2 separate regions of the Mus musculus genome follow, and region 2 is linked to region 1. The links are chromatin contacts, called in public HiChIP or PLAC-seq maps. All regions are on one chromosome and are shown on one strand. The core of a region is the stretch at or near the end of the contact, and the rest is flanking DNA. Distances in the headings are between cores, read along the strand shown. Region 1 holds the start of Hmgcs2 (3-hydroxy-3-methylglutaryl-Coenzyme A synthase 2). Region 2 overlaps Phgdh (3-phosphoglycerate dehydrogenase).

Region 1 (7,017 bases), core at 1,669-4,168:
ACTCCCTCACTGTCTTCCCATACAGAAAGACAAGACTCAGGGAGAAGATCAGAGAGCCTGTAACTCTCCTTATTGTCTTGGTAGAGATTTTCTGGATGTGGGTTTCAGAGCCTTAAAGACAAGTAGCGCACAGAGGCTTTCAGAAGCTCCCAGGCTTGGTTGGTGCTTGGGCCCTTTGCATGAGAGTGCCCGTCTTATCCTGTGCTTCCTCTAAGGGATGATCACTGACTGCATTTAAGTCAGCTTCATGCACCATGCCCTCATTCACTTCATACCACCCTGCCTGCCTCCCTGTGGGTTCACGGCTAACAATCCCACGAAGAGAAGGGTGTTGTTGTGTGAAGGAGTTTCACCGAAGAGGGCAAGGCTCTCAACATCCTTAGTGGATGTGAAGAAAGAGATGAGCATGTATATACCCCGACTATAAAGGCTGGTGGGAGAGGGGAGGTAAGACCATGAAAGAGATGCAGGCAAAATCACGCAGTGCAAAGGAAGCAGAGATTCTCTGGGATGGACGGATAAGGAGGATCTCATGGGAGAGGCTGAGTTGAGGGCAGCCTTTTTTATTTGTCAGAAGTCAGAAGCAGTCAGAAGACAAATTTCTCTCCTTCTACATGTACGTTCTGGGGATCGAACTTAAGTCTTCAGGTTTGGCTGCAAGCACCTTTACCCGAAGAGCCATCTCACCAGCCCCTGGGATCAATCTTGACTGACAGATGAGTAGTTTTCTGTTGGTGACGGACTGGAGGAGGTGAAGGGGCAGTGGCCACAGTGGGGGTGCATGAGCGAGCTAGGGAACCTTCACAGAGGAGAGTGTGCAGGGAGACTTAAAGGTGAGAAACACTGACTCCCGGATACTTAATATAGGGCCGGGAAGTAAATGGGTATTCTGAGGTGGACTTAAATGATGTGGATCGCATTACAGAGGTAGACCCCTTACAGCGGCAGTTCTCAACCTGTGGGTCCCGATGTCTTTGAGGGTTGTATATCAGATATTCGCATTATGGTTCATAACAGTAAAAAAATACAGTTATGACGTAGCAATGAAGTGGTTTTATGGTTGGGGGTCAGCACAACATGAGGACCTGTACTGAAGGGTCACAGCATCGGGAAGGTTGAGAGCCACTGCTTGAGAGCAAAGGTGACCTATAAAGAACATTAGTAGTTCAGGCAACGAGACAGGAAACGTGAATAAGAATTCCAGGGCACAAACCAAAGAAGTCAGAATGTTGATGAGGGTGGAGGCTTGCCTCTTGGGTAGTGGCCTACTGTTGCGTAGGGAAGGTTTGTGCCAGGCATGGTGGTACATACCACTACTGGGATTATCCCCAGTGTTCTGGTGGCAAAGACTAGTGGATCTTAATGAGCTCAAGGCCAACCTGGTCAACATCGTAAGTTCTAGATCAGTCAAGACTACATAAAGAAAGCCAGGCGGTGGTGGCACACGCCTTTAATCCCAGCACTTGGGAGGCAGAGGCAGGTGATTTCTGAGTTCGAGGCCAGCCTGGTCTACAAAGTGAGTTCCAGGACAGCCAGGGCTACACAGAGAAACCCTGTCAAAAAAACAAAACAAAACAAAAAACAAACAAACAAACAAAAACCTACATAGAGACCTTGTCTTAAAAGGGGGGGACGGGACTGAGAAATGGTCACCCTGTCTGGCCCTGAAATAAGTAAACCCCATAACTTCCTCGCAAATAGAAAAGAAGCAAGCTAAAGTCTAAGCTGGAACATTCAAATAAAACGCAGTGGTTTTGCAAGGGTGGGGAAGTGGATGTCAGTGGCGCTAAAAGCAAATCAGGAGGTTTAAGGGCACTGCTCCTTTCCCCTCCACACCTATACCCAGGCTCCAGCAGGGCGGGACAAGGGAGGGCACCATAGCAAAGAGGTTCCCTAAAAACTCAGTACTCATGGGTATAAGTGGAAAGGAAGCCCTGGGACTCTGAGCTCAGTGGACAAAGAGCAAAAGAGAAAACACCCAAGTAGCTGGGAGCCTGAAGCACAAAGCCCAGATGTGTCCCATCAACTCTGAGCAACCACAGTTACTTGGACGAGACTGAAGGGTGTTTACAAAGAAAGAAGGCATGTTTGTTTTTCTTTCACAAGTACATGTATCCACCCATCCACCCCACCCCACACACACAGTGAGAAACACACACACAATTTTTATCTTTCATCTCACAAAACCGAAGCACGGAGAAACACTGCTTCGTCTCTTTGGTCCATACTGGATCTTGCCACAGTGAACGACAGCAAGCAGTTAAACCACAACTGCAGCTGCAGGATCCTGAGGTCTGCTGCCCCCTGTGGCCGGCAGAGGAAAGGCTGCTGCTTTTCCTAAACAAAGTGCATCAGAGGCTTAGGCTGGGAGTCCTGTGCGTCCTGTCCCCTTGGATCAGTTTACGACAATAAAAATACATCTTGCATATCAGATATTTACATTATGATTCATAATAGCAGCAAAATTAGTTATGAGGCAGAAATAAAAATAATTTTATGGTTGCGGGGGTCACCACAACCTGAGGAACTGTATTAAGGGTTGCAGCATTAGGAAGGCTGAGGACCTCTGGCTTAGACACTTCCAGCTCAACAGTTAACAGGTGCTGTCTAGAAATGAGGCTAACTTGTTTATAACTGAGTACAACCTCGCCAGCTTTTGACTGAGGTTCTAGTGAGTCCTCCAACAAGCCCCGCGTTTTACTGGTCCCCACGGTGCTTGTCTGGGAGTGATCTATGTAGACCCTCTGAGCAGGCCACTCACCTCTGCTGGGCTGCTGAGAGCAGGTGAGCAGGTGTGAGCGAAGTTTCCTGCATCGCTCTCTTCACTTGCAGGACCCGCCTCGCTGGAGCCAAAAGCCGCTGCATCTCTAAGGTATCAACAGAAAGCCAGCAGTCCACAGCCCTTGGGAGAGATGCCCAACGATTCTGGGTTGGGCTTTATAAGACTCCAGGCTCTGGAAGCCCCGCCTCCGCTTATCGAGGCCCCTGCCTGCTTGGGGAAAAACTGGGCCAAAGGTCTCAGAACAAGTCAAAGGAAAACATCATGTCTAACATGTACATAGCTGCACTGTTCCTGGCTGGTATCTAGCTGGCTGGCTCTGAGACTTCATTGTTGGCCTTATTTTTGCCTAACCATGCAAGCTTGCATGCTCCTTCTAACACATCCAACAATCAGCAGTCACCCAACTCGTCTCTGCAGCCTCCTGATTCCTCTGCTGAGTGGCTCACCATCTGTTCCTAACCCCTAACCACTTTATGCAGTCAGATGTTATTCTTACCATTTCTATAAGAAGCAGCTTTCAAAACCAAAGAGTAATCCCCCCTCCACCTCCATTTCTTCTTAAATACCCCAGGCTAGCCTTGAACTTGAAATCAGTCTTCCTCCCTCAGCCTCCATGAGCACTGTGATTACTGGTATAACCTTTTAATACCAGCTCTTCAAGCAGTTGAGAGTAGGTGTTGACGCACATCTGACGGGCTGGCTGGCTTTGGTCTGTGGAGCTGGTTGTTTTCCTCTTATCTTTATTGTCCGTCATTATGCTTACACAGAGCTTCACAGAGCTTCCAAGAGGGACGCAGCAGATGCTGCTAGAGAGGTTCAGAATCCCTCAAAAGGAGACTGTCTTGAAGTTCAGGCTTTCCTAGGAAGGAGAAGTTTATTACAAGTTGGATTTTAGAGACAGGGAGGACAGAGTCCTCAAAGACCCATGTCTACAAAGCTGCAGAGTGGGGATCCCCCAGCATCTTTTGACTCCGGACTGTGCATGTAATTGTGCTCCTATGAGTGTGCACCTGTGGCTGTGTGCATGCAGCCATGCTCCCACTTGAGCACACCTGTGGCTGCCAGGGGCTAGCATCAATACCATCCTTTAGCACTCTCAATCTTAGTCTTAAAATGATGTGTGTCTCTCCCTCTGAACCTGGAGCTTGCCTATTGGGGTGGCCAAAAGGGCTCCTAGGATCTTCCTGCCTCTGCGGTTCCAGAGCTGGGGTACGGGTATGTGCTTTTACACAGGTATGGGGTTCCAAACTCAGGCTCCACACTTTCACTTTACCCACTGAGCCACCCATCCAGATCCTCTACTACTTCTTAAGACAAAAGTCTTAAAGATGAGTCTCTATCTCATGCTCCTCATGTAGAAAGTCCCTATGTCTCACTCACACAGCAGTTGAAGCAGTTAACCCTGATATCTAATGCAACTCTATGAAAGAGTCTCAAGAACCAGGATAGCTCTTGGTTTATTTATTTCCCAGAAGCCAGAAGCTCCACCTATTTCCCCTAAATCCGGAGGCTCCCTGGTCCCCTCTCCACTTTATGTCTCTGTCTCCATACTGTTGAATCCCCATGAGACTGCAGCTTAGGCCATGCCTACCTGCAACAGCCTCTTTGTGGCAAGGCCCCTACTGAGAGCATCTGTGGCTCTCCAAGCCCTTAACAGACTCCCCCTGGGATATAGTTTCCAGGAGAATAACAAGGGCTGTTTTCAATTCCACAAAGAAGTTTATAGAACTCGCAGACTCAAGGACATGAGTGGCAACACCCCCTTCAGCTAGATGCGCCCCTCCTCCTCCTTACTGCCTCCACATTGTCAGTCAGGCTCAAACATTTCTCTGGCCCTCTCCCCACATTCATCTTGACACTCATCTCTTCTAACTCAGTCTCCACCTATTGCTCCTGCTCTTCCACTGAGCCTTCTGCAGAGTTCTGTCATCAAGAGAATTCTTTATTGTCGTCTTTCCTCTGAAAGTCCCTTGTTAATTGTCTGGGCACTGAGAATGGCATGGATGAATCAGCTGGCATTCTTATGGCTCTTTCAAAGAGTAGTTTTGCTCTTTTCCTTCCCCAGGCCCACCCCTCAGGCCACCCATACCCAAGGCTCCTTGGGTCAGTCCTTGGAACAAGGCATGTCCTCTTGGGTCTTCACTGATACCTTGGGTATTGAGGCACATTTCATCCTCTGCTCTCCATCCTTTCAGAGCCTCCCTCCTATTGTCAAGCCAGATACAATGCTCTATTTCTGCCACCACAGCACTCAAGGGTGAAGGCAGGGGGAGCAGGGGTCCAGGATTATCCTGGGGTAAGTTTGAGCCAGCTGGGGCTATGTGAGAAAGTCCAGGCCATCAGTCCAGGGCACTCAATACCCTCTCATTTCTTTCAGCACTATGACAGTCTTGCTCCACTTCCCCTCAAATGTTTCTAAACACATGGACCAAGTTTTCCTCTCCGTCTTCTGTTCCCTCAACATTCTTGCAGACATGAACCTTCTAGCCTGGCTTCTTACAGAAGTTATTAAATTCTTGCACTTCTCGTGACCTCCCAGCTCAGTCCTAATCTTGACCCTGCTCAGACATCTACTGTAACTTGGACACAACAGTAGTAACCTCGGATACTTATTAACACTCACAAATGCTTAGCACAAGTAGCTGGTAAACAAAGCTGGCCTGTTACATGGAAGAGAGAGAGCACAGTGACGCCGATTAACCTGCTGGGATTCTTAGTGTTTGGTGAGGCAGGACAGAAAGACATGTGGAACCATGGGAACATGGGAAGGAAAAGAGCCCCTCAGCCTTGAGTCTGGTTAAAGCCTGTCCCCATATGAGCGTCAAGAGTCCAACATATCACCATTTGCTTTGGCAGCTAAATGGTAGCATTTAAGGCTGCCATCAAGAGAACACTATCCCATCTCTGTATAGACATTTTATGTCAAGATAAAGGCCTTATTTCTTTTCCAAGATATTTCTGCATCCATGGGTGCTAGAGAGTTTCCTGTTCAACTGAAGTCATGTCAGCTGTCTCTCAAACCTTTGATCTCACCTCACTTCCTAACCAACTCCACCAAAATGGAATATATGGCTATTTTAAAGACAATGAGCTGCAGTGATCTCTTAGAGAAATGCATACCCATTGCCTCTGCCATGTCTTATTGTAGTAGAAATGAGTGGGTTGGCCTGACTCTGCTTGTATTCAAATGCTAACTTGGGGTCCTAGGACTGTTTGCCCCAGAGATGAGAGAGGGCAACTAGACACAAGCTAAGTGCCCCTGCCCCTAGTTAATTGTTATTGGTAAATAAAGATACCAATAATACAGCCAATAGCTGGGCAGTAGAGAAATAAGTGGGGTTGAGGTTTCGAGGGCTTTGGTGAGAGAGGACCATGAGGAAGAAGAACGGTTAGAAGAGGAGAAAGGAGAAGCGGCCATGGGTTGAGAGAGAGGAGAGTGTGGCCTTGAGGGTTGCCAATTGAATCTAAGAGCAGCCCAGATGAAACAGCAAGCAATAGCTCAGGGTTATCGATAGACAGGGAAATAGATTCTAACAGCATGGAGGATAGGCAGCTGCCCAGCCCTTGTACTGCTTAAGGCTTATTGTAATTATAAAGGCTGTGGGTGTGTCTTTCATCCAGGAACTCAATAACCAAGGCAGGGTAGAAACTCCAAGACAGGATTTAAATAATTTTTACTACATCTTATTTTCCTCCCAAGCATCTTCTTTCCCTTAACTCTTGTGCTTAAAAGCTTAAAATCTGTATTTTTAAAAAGCCTTTATTTTTTGTATGTGTGTATATGGAGGTGTAATGGGGTACGTGTAGTGGCAAGGAGTGAGAGTGGGGTCCTTTCCCTCTCCAGTCACTCCCCATCTTATCTGAGTCAAGGTCTCTCACTGGAGTTAGAGCTTGCTGATTCAGCTACATAGGCTAGCTAGCAAGCCTTAGGGATGCTCTGCCTCCCTGTCCTCAACACTGGGATTACAGGCACACCACCACACCCAGGTTTCTATGTGGGTGCCGGGGATCTGAACCCTGATCTGTGCTTTACCAACTTTTCTATCTCCTACCCTCTTCCTCAGCTGTCTTTTAATAAACCCCAATTCTACGTCATACTTACTTGCCCTGAAATTATTTCTTGCATTGAAGACAAAGGTTGGCCAAGTCTAGCTAGGTCTCTAAAAAACATTAAAAGAACTCTATTTAGGTTGCTGAAGGCAACAGTCTGTCTTTATTGCAGCAACACTTATGAG
Region 2 (7,017 bases), core at 1,242-3,741, 35 kb before region 1:
TCTGAGCTGAGCACATCTGCTCTGTCTGAGCCCTCTTCCTCCTCCTCGTCCTCTGACTTTCCTTCCTTCCTCTCCTGCAGTTTTTACAAGTAGCGCTAAAGTCGTGTCTAATGATAACTGAAAGCAAGAATAGAAGCATTGTTTTTTTTTCTCATCTCATAGCCACTTATTTGATTTTCTTCATCAAACCCGAGTTCTTGTACGTTTGCCAGTGGGGCGGGGGTTTGGCTTGTGTTTAGAGATGGGGTTTTACTCTGAATCTACAGCTGGCCCGGGACACAGAGAGAACCTCCTCCCTTGGCCTTCTTACTGCTAGAGATCATACGCAGGAGCCACCAAACCCAGATTTAAAGCCCAGGTTCCTAGTTAAACTCCTTCTTGGATGGATTCTTTCTAAGGAGCCGCAAAGAAATTGTTAACACCTGGCTGGAAGCCAGAGCATCTGTAACCACAAAAAGGAGTAGGAATTTTACCTCAGAACAAAGAAGCTCTGTTATTAGAGGTCCCTGGGAGTGGGTGGGGGGAGGTGTGTGCCTTGAGACTCTATACTTGGGATGTCCAGGGATGTTCTACTTGTCCCTAGATGCTCAATTTCCCAGCATGCCTCAGCATCTTGGCACTGGTGAATGTTTGAAGCATAATACAGTATAATCAGACCTGCCTGAATGTGTTTATAAGTCATGGCAACTGAGCATAGTGTTCAGCGACAAATGTGAGCAGTCACTTAAAATAATCAAAATAGATAATAAAATGAGCCCGATGTAGATGTGGTGGCTCACTCCTGTAATCCTAGCACTCAGGAGTTAGGTAAGGCTGGAGTTTCACCAGGCTAGACTATGAAGTGAGATCCTGTCTCAAAACGGAAACCGGCAAATTCGATCACCATCCCCGAGATGCACCATTCCGCCCCCCCACCATCAGTGACTTCCATGTTTTACTGTGCTGTCCCCTCTCTGTCACACAAGAAGCCAACCTCTCACAGAGAGAGCCAGTACCAATGCTGCTCAATGAAGGTAGCCAGGCTTCTTACCCCTGTTCTGGCCATGTAGCGTGGTTGAAACTTTCTGTGTCCTCTTAGGGCTATTTAGTACTTCTCACCTACAGGGACAAGTCCCTGTTCCCTGCTTGATGGTTGGTGGTCATCATCATCCACAACCTTAGTTGCCTATCCATGCCAAGCTGACCCTTGGCCACACAACACTGGTTCAGCTGTTCATTCGAGCAAGTGTGCCCTGATTTAATCCTCATCTCTCTGCAGGTGAACGCCCAGGCCCTCACCAGTGCCTTCTCTCCACACACCAAGCCTTGGATTGGTCTGGCAGAAGCAATGGGCACGCTGATGCACGCCTGGGCTGGCTCCCCTAAAGGGACCATCCAGGTGGTTACACAAGGTGAGCAGAGGTCTGGTCAGGTCCACAGCAGGAGCTAGGGGCACTGCCTAGGGACAGGGAAGTGGGGATGTGGACTTATCTCTGCTGGGTATGCCCAATGCTCATGGCAGATCTAGTGGCAGATTCAGGGGACTTGGATCCTGCTCTGGGTGTAACTCACCCACTATGGAGGTGGACAAAGGAAGTGTGTAAGTGGGATACAAATTCCCTGGGAAAACTTATTTAATTGTCACAGATAACAGTTATGCAATGTTTTTAGGATATGCATGTTTTCCATGCAAGAGAGACCAGGGAGTTTCTCTTTTCTTTCTTTTTTTAAAAAAAGATTTATTTATTTATTTATTTATTTATTTATTTATTTATTATATGTAAATACACTCCAGACGAGGGTGTCAGATCTTGCTAGGGATGGTTGTAAACCATCATGTGGTTGCTGGGATTTGAACTCAGGACCTCTGGAAGAGCAGTCAGTGCTCCTAACCACTGAACCCTGTCACCAGCCCAACCAGATAGTTTCATGTTAAAAGACATTGGGATCTGTAGAGAGATTTTAAATTATGCAACAAAATTGTTTGGGTCTGATTATGAACCTGTAGTTGCATGCAACTCTGCTTTCTTCTTGGTAGTGGGTCCACCATTCTGCAGATGGAGTCCGGTGGTCCCTTCTTCCTGTACAAGGCTGTCTTACCCTGTCACCTATTTGGCACCTGACTCTTGGGGAGAAAATGTGAAGTTGGGCAGGACAGTTAAATCCCAAACACTGGAATTACCAGGGACAGGCACAGCCAGGGGTACCATGTCCACTGGCCTGAGTACCCAGACCCTGAAGAAGCATGCCAGGGGGCTGAGGGCATGCAGTTACTTCAGTGTTTGCAAGGGTCTCGAGTTCCAGCCACTGGTGGCATCACAAGTTTTCAAGTATCTTCTGGGAAGACAGGCAGGCCATGGAGGCCTGCCATGAGTTGGACTGCATTTTGGAGGGGAGTGCCTCCAATTGGTTAAAGCTTCTTAGGTTTCTGGCCTTGGAACCAGATCTGTCCCAGCTGGCTTTCAGCACTTGGAAGCAGTCGCAGTGCCCAGTGCAGGGTGCAGTTGGGGTTCCCAGGCCAACAAGGGCCTTGTAGCTGAGGGTTAAGTGCCTGTGGCTCCCTTCCCCCTCCTGTGGTACCCAGTAAACAATGATCTTCAGGGCAACCTTCTGTGTCCCCAGGAACATCTCTGAAGAATGCTGGGACCTGCCTGAGCCCTGCAGTCATTGTCGGCCTTCTGAGAGAAGCATCTAAGCAGGCAGACGTGAACTTGGTGAACGCTAAGCTACTGGTGAAAGAGGCTGGCCTCAATGTGCGCCCCGTCGTTACTCTGAGCACTGCTCTGCCATCCCTTTTTTTTTTTTTTTTTTTTTTAAATTTGTTTCTTTGAGACATTCTCACAGAACCCAGGTTGTCCTTGAACTCCTGATCCTCCTGCTATTAACTCCCCAGTGCCAGGATTATAGGCACATGCCCCTGAGCCTCGCTTCACCCCTCATCTTAGAAGCCTGTTCACAGTTTCACTTGGGCTTGCTTCTTGCCATTCACCCTGTCTACTGATGAGAGCTAGTCTTAATTACTTCATCTGTAAAGGGAAAAAGCATATGTCTGAGCATTTCGAAGTGAGCTCATACTCACAAAAATACTGTATGTATAGTGCAAAAATGCTCTGAAGCAGGCAGGGGTGGGGGGGTCCTTCCTCCCTTTATGGGGCATATTGACTGTCCCAATAAGCTAATGTCTGGGGGCATAATGCTCATGCCATTTGTCCCTAGCCCCAAATCACCGAACTAGTGAGCCAGGACTGAACTGGTGGGCCAGGCTAGATCTCTCTCTCTCTTTCTCTCTCTCTCTCTCTCTCTCTCTCTCTCTCACACACACACACACACACACACACAGAGAGAGAGAGAGAGAGAAAGAGAGAGAGATACACATGGGTAATTAGGCTGTGTCTCTGTCTTCTCTCTACAGGTCACCACCTCCCACAACCCTGGGGTTCCAGGGGAGCAGGGTAGCGGGGAATGCCTCCTGACTGTGGCCCTGGCAGGTGCTCCCTACCAAGCCGTGGGCTTGGTCCAGGGCACCACACCAATGCTGCAGATGCTCAACGGAGCTGTCTTCAGACCAGAGGTGCCACTACGCAGGGGCCAACCCCTGCTCGTATTCCGGGCTCAGCCCTCCGACCCTGGGATGCTGCCCACTATGATTGGTGAGAAGGCTTTTTGTCAGGGAGGCTGGCCAGGCTTCTGAAGTAGAGATGGGGGGGGGGGGGGGGAATCCCTAGAATTGGGCCCTGGCCCTGGAGAGATGCTTCCTCTGGGCCTTTTTCTGCCTCAGGCATGTCTATATGTCCCTCACAGAGGGTTCCTGAACTGTTTCTACAGCGGGGAAGTGGCTTATCTGAGATCACAGCGGTATGGGCAGAGTGCCTGCTACTATCCCCGGCCATGGCACAAGTTTGCCATGTACACACACAGTCTGTGTCCCAGGAGTCCTTTATGGACTGCCTTTCTATAGATCCTAGTGGCCAGCTTAGCCACAGCAAAGTGTGTCAGAGTACCTCTTCTGTGGTGTGGCCCCAGTCTCCCCTGAGACCTGGGCTGCCGAAGGTTCTGGGTCTTGGCAGAGGGTGTGTCCCCAGACTTTGGGAGGTAGGGGGAGTCATCTTATCCCACTTGTCAGCTGCCCAGAGGGAGGTTCTCTGCTTCTCCTGCTGTCCTCCCTCCACCTCACCTGATGCTCAGGCAGTGCTGAGAGAGTCCCGTAGCAGAAGAAATTCACCTGTCCTGCCATTTAAGCTCCCTCCCCCTCCTTCCCTCTCCATCCCCCATGCATCGTTGGCCATGGAAGCCTGCTCTGGGCCCTGCCCTCTCACCCCTTCCCTCAACCTAACCAGGGCTTTCCTTTCCTTCCTCCCAGGCCTCCTGGCAGAGGCGGGTGTACAGCTGCTGTCCTACCAAACCTCCATGGTGTCTGACGGAGAGCCCTGGCACGTCATGGGCCTGTCCTCCCTGCTGCCCAGCCTGGAAACATGGAAGCAGCATGTATTGGAGGCTTTCCAGTTCTGCTTCTGACCCTGGGGTTCAGCACTCTCAGCCCCACAGGCTCTTCTGAAGAAACCCGCTCAACTGTGACCTATAGGGAGAGGGGATCGCAGAACCAGGGCATCTGCCTGAACTAATACCTAGTAAAGAATTCTTAACTCCACATGGTGTCTGTGTGATCATTATCCAGAAAGGCCAGCAGAGGGCGCCCACAGGCCGCCTCTCTAGGTTTTGGCAGCTGACCAGCAGGGTATATAGAGGAAGGTTAGGGTCTTCTGGATGTGGCTAAACACACAGGTCATATGCTGCAGCGGTGTAGAGATTCCGGGTCTGGGGAGGAGGAAGTAGTTTGAAGGTCATGTGGGAGAGTATGGGGGCATTTCTTTGCAGTAGTGGCCCTTGGCCAATCACAACCTCCCACAAACTGAAAAGGCAGAATTCACGACCACCACCCCCTCCCCCATTGGAAGATCTCAAACCTGAGGTATCACTCATTCTAAGGAATGCCCTCCAGTTAGCTGCACTTGATCTAGAGCTAGTTTTATAACTGAATAATGACTTGCTTTTGAAGAATTCAAAGTGGCTACCTCCTGCACCTGCTGAGGTCCAGCCTCAGCATGAGGAGAGTCCTGAGAAAGCTGGGAATGGGGACGGTGCTGATTCAATAATGACTCCGAGTCAGTATTAGATGCAAGCTGCTGGTTCAGGTACTCTCTCTGTTCCCTGACGATTCTCAGTACTCTTTATTCTTCAACTTCAGCTTAATTGTAATACCCAGAGAGAGACTGAAGACAGCCTTTTATTTACTAAGGCTACATCCTCAAGGCTTTGGTCACTGTTAATAATTATCAAGAATTCTTAGATTTACATCAACTCTGAGTCTGGATCAATAGTCCCAGCCCCCATTTCCTTAGAGCAGAACTGAGCACAAAGCAAGCACACATTTCCTTATAGGTTTACACAGCCTGTTCTTCACAGGTAGCTGGGCAGAGCTCTTCCAAGTTTCATTACAGCAGACAGTAGTCTTTAGTAACTGCTTCCATGTAAGAATAGAAAAGTGACAAACTACTAAAATTAAAATGATTCCTTACAAAGTTTTGAATTTATGTAAGTAGAAAAATTAAACAGTGCTCTCTAATATCCTTCCAGGCATTGTCATCTCCAATTCTTCAATCAGCTAGAAAAACAACACTAACTTTTTATATGCTTCCACATCATCTCTTAATTCTCTAATCTTCATTTCCTTTTATAAAAAGATTTATGACACCAGAAGAGGGCATCGGACCCCATTACAAATGGTTGTGAGCCACTATGTGGTTTCTGGGAATTGAACTCAGGACCTCTGGAAGAGCGGTCAGTGCTCTTAACCACTGAGCCATCTCTCCAGGCCCCTAGTCTCCATTTCCTTATCCTAGCAATTCCATAGCCTCATGTACTCTCCTTCTAACACTATTTATTCCTAAATTATGTATAAATTCCTACTTTTTCTATCCATACCCTTTTTTTCCTGATTTCACTCTAACTCTCTATCCTTGAAGTCTCCAAGTTCATCCTGGCTAATCAATGCAGCAGTCATTGAACTGGAGAGTACGTGTTCTTCTTCATGATTCCAAATTCAAGGCCAAGTCTGGCAATGAACCACTTCTACAAAGGACCATATAGGCTTTTATGGCCTCTGTGGTTATATTGTCTAGATCCTTTCCCATGGCCCTAAAGGCCAAGTGGAGGGCCTGTTCCTCGCCCTCCATAACCTCATGACCATCTCCATTCCTCATTACTGAGTACTGCATCTATTTCATTTACTATGCCATGATTAGCTCTGAGTAATGGGGGGAAGTCTATTCTTCAGAGAGAAAGACTGAAAGTGAGTAGTAAAGACAGAAGATCAACTTTGGGCAACAGCAACCATCAGCACATGTTGGAGGGCATGGGATTAATGGCCTGGTGATGCTCCAGGGTCAGGAATTGTGTCACACCTTCCCTTACACAGCTATGCCAGACCCAGCACCAGCAGTCTTGTGGGCATGGCTAAAGACTATAAAGATTCTCCTAGGGGATCTTCTAGGGAAGAAGTCATTTGAGCAGAGGATGTTGGTGTCTGGGGAATCACTTTGGGTTGACTTTATGAAGTGAAGAAAGGTGTTTGCCCCCAATCAGTGCCATTTCTGATATTCTACCTTGTGACATCCAATCCCTGAAACTTGTAGAGTGGAGTTTCACTCTCAAGTATATCGGCAGTGAGTCGGGGTAAATGTTGGAATGGCATTATAGAACTGGCCTTAAATGCTAACTCCTGGACAGTCAGTTTGAATGAAGAGTATCCCAGAGTAGCCAAAGGAAAACCTCCTCAGGCCTTATATAAAGGCTGATGAGGAAAAGAGCAAGAGACGTGTGTGTGTGTGTGTGTGTGTGTGTGTGTGTGTGTGTCTGTGTGTGTCTGTGTGTGTCTGTGTGTGTGTGTGTGTGTGTGTGTGTGTGTGTGTGTGATGGCGTGAGGGTGGTTAGGTACTGACAGCCAGTGTGTTCTGCTTATGAGTTGAGGTTTGTCCTTCA

What was found. HiChIP or PLAC-seq counts read pairs in DNA pulled down with a chosen protein or histone mark.
Region 2: an H3K27ac HiChIP or PLAC-seq map of neural progenitor cells shows a contact between it and region 1, with 2.6 times the contacts expected there. The contact joins the enhancer-like site here to the promoter of Hmgcs2 in region 1. A contact is called at or near these places in 4 of 39 promoter capture datasets (3T3-L1-derived adipocytes, hippocampal neurons, macrophages and 1 more), 2 of 15 datasets of contacts at CTCF or cohesin (CD8 T cells and the NIH/3T3 cell line), 10 of 484 Hi-C or Micro-C datasets (the HPC-7 cell line, cardiomyocytes, cerebral cortex and 6 more), 2 of 115 datasets of contacts at active chromatin or transcription factors (embryonic stem cells and neural progenitor cells) and 2 of 9 other capture datasets (adipose tissue and liver).

What each region holds. Positions count from the first base shown.
Region 1 is chr3:98,276,332-98,283,348 of GRCm38.p6, reverse strand. Hmgcs2 (3-hydroxy-3-methylglutaryl-Coenzyme A synthase 2) reads right to left here and starts at 2,918. Exons shown (of 10, transcript NM_008256.4): 1 at 2,762-2,918. The coding sequence starts at 2,865.
Region 2 is chr3:98,310,780-98,317,796 of GRCm38.p6, reverse strand. Phgdh (3-phosphoglycerate dehydrogenase) reads left to right here. Exons shown (of 12, transcript NM_016966.3): 9 at 1,259-1,391; 10 at 2,602-2,732; 11 at 3,392-3,629; 12 at 4,340-4,626. The coding sequence ends at 4,494. Among named protein-coding and RNA genes, the nearest start is that of Phgdh, 26 kb to the left of the region's middle. Within about 2 kb of position 2,491, at least 18 of the 459 cell types and tissues checked have an H3K27ac peak or open chromatin away from gene starts, as enhancers often do. A contact at or near this core is called in neural progenitor cells, where this site is marked.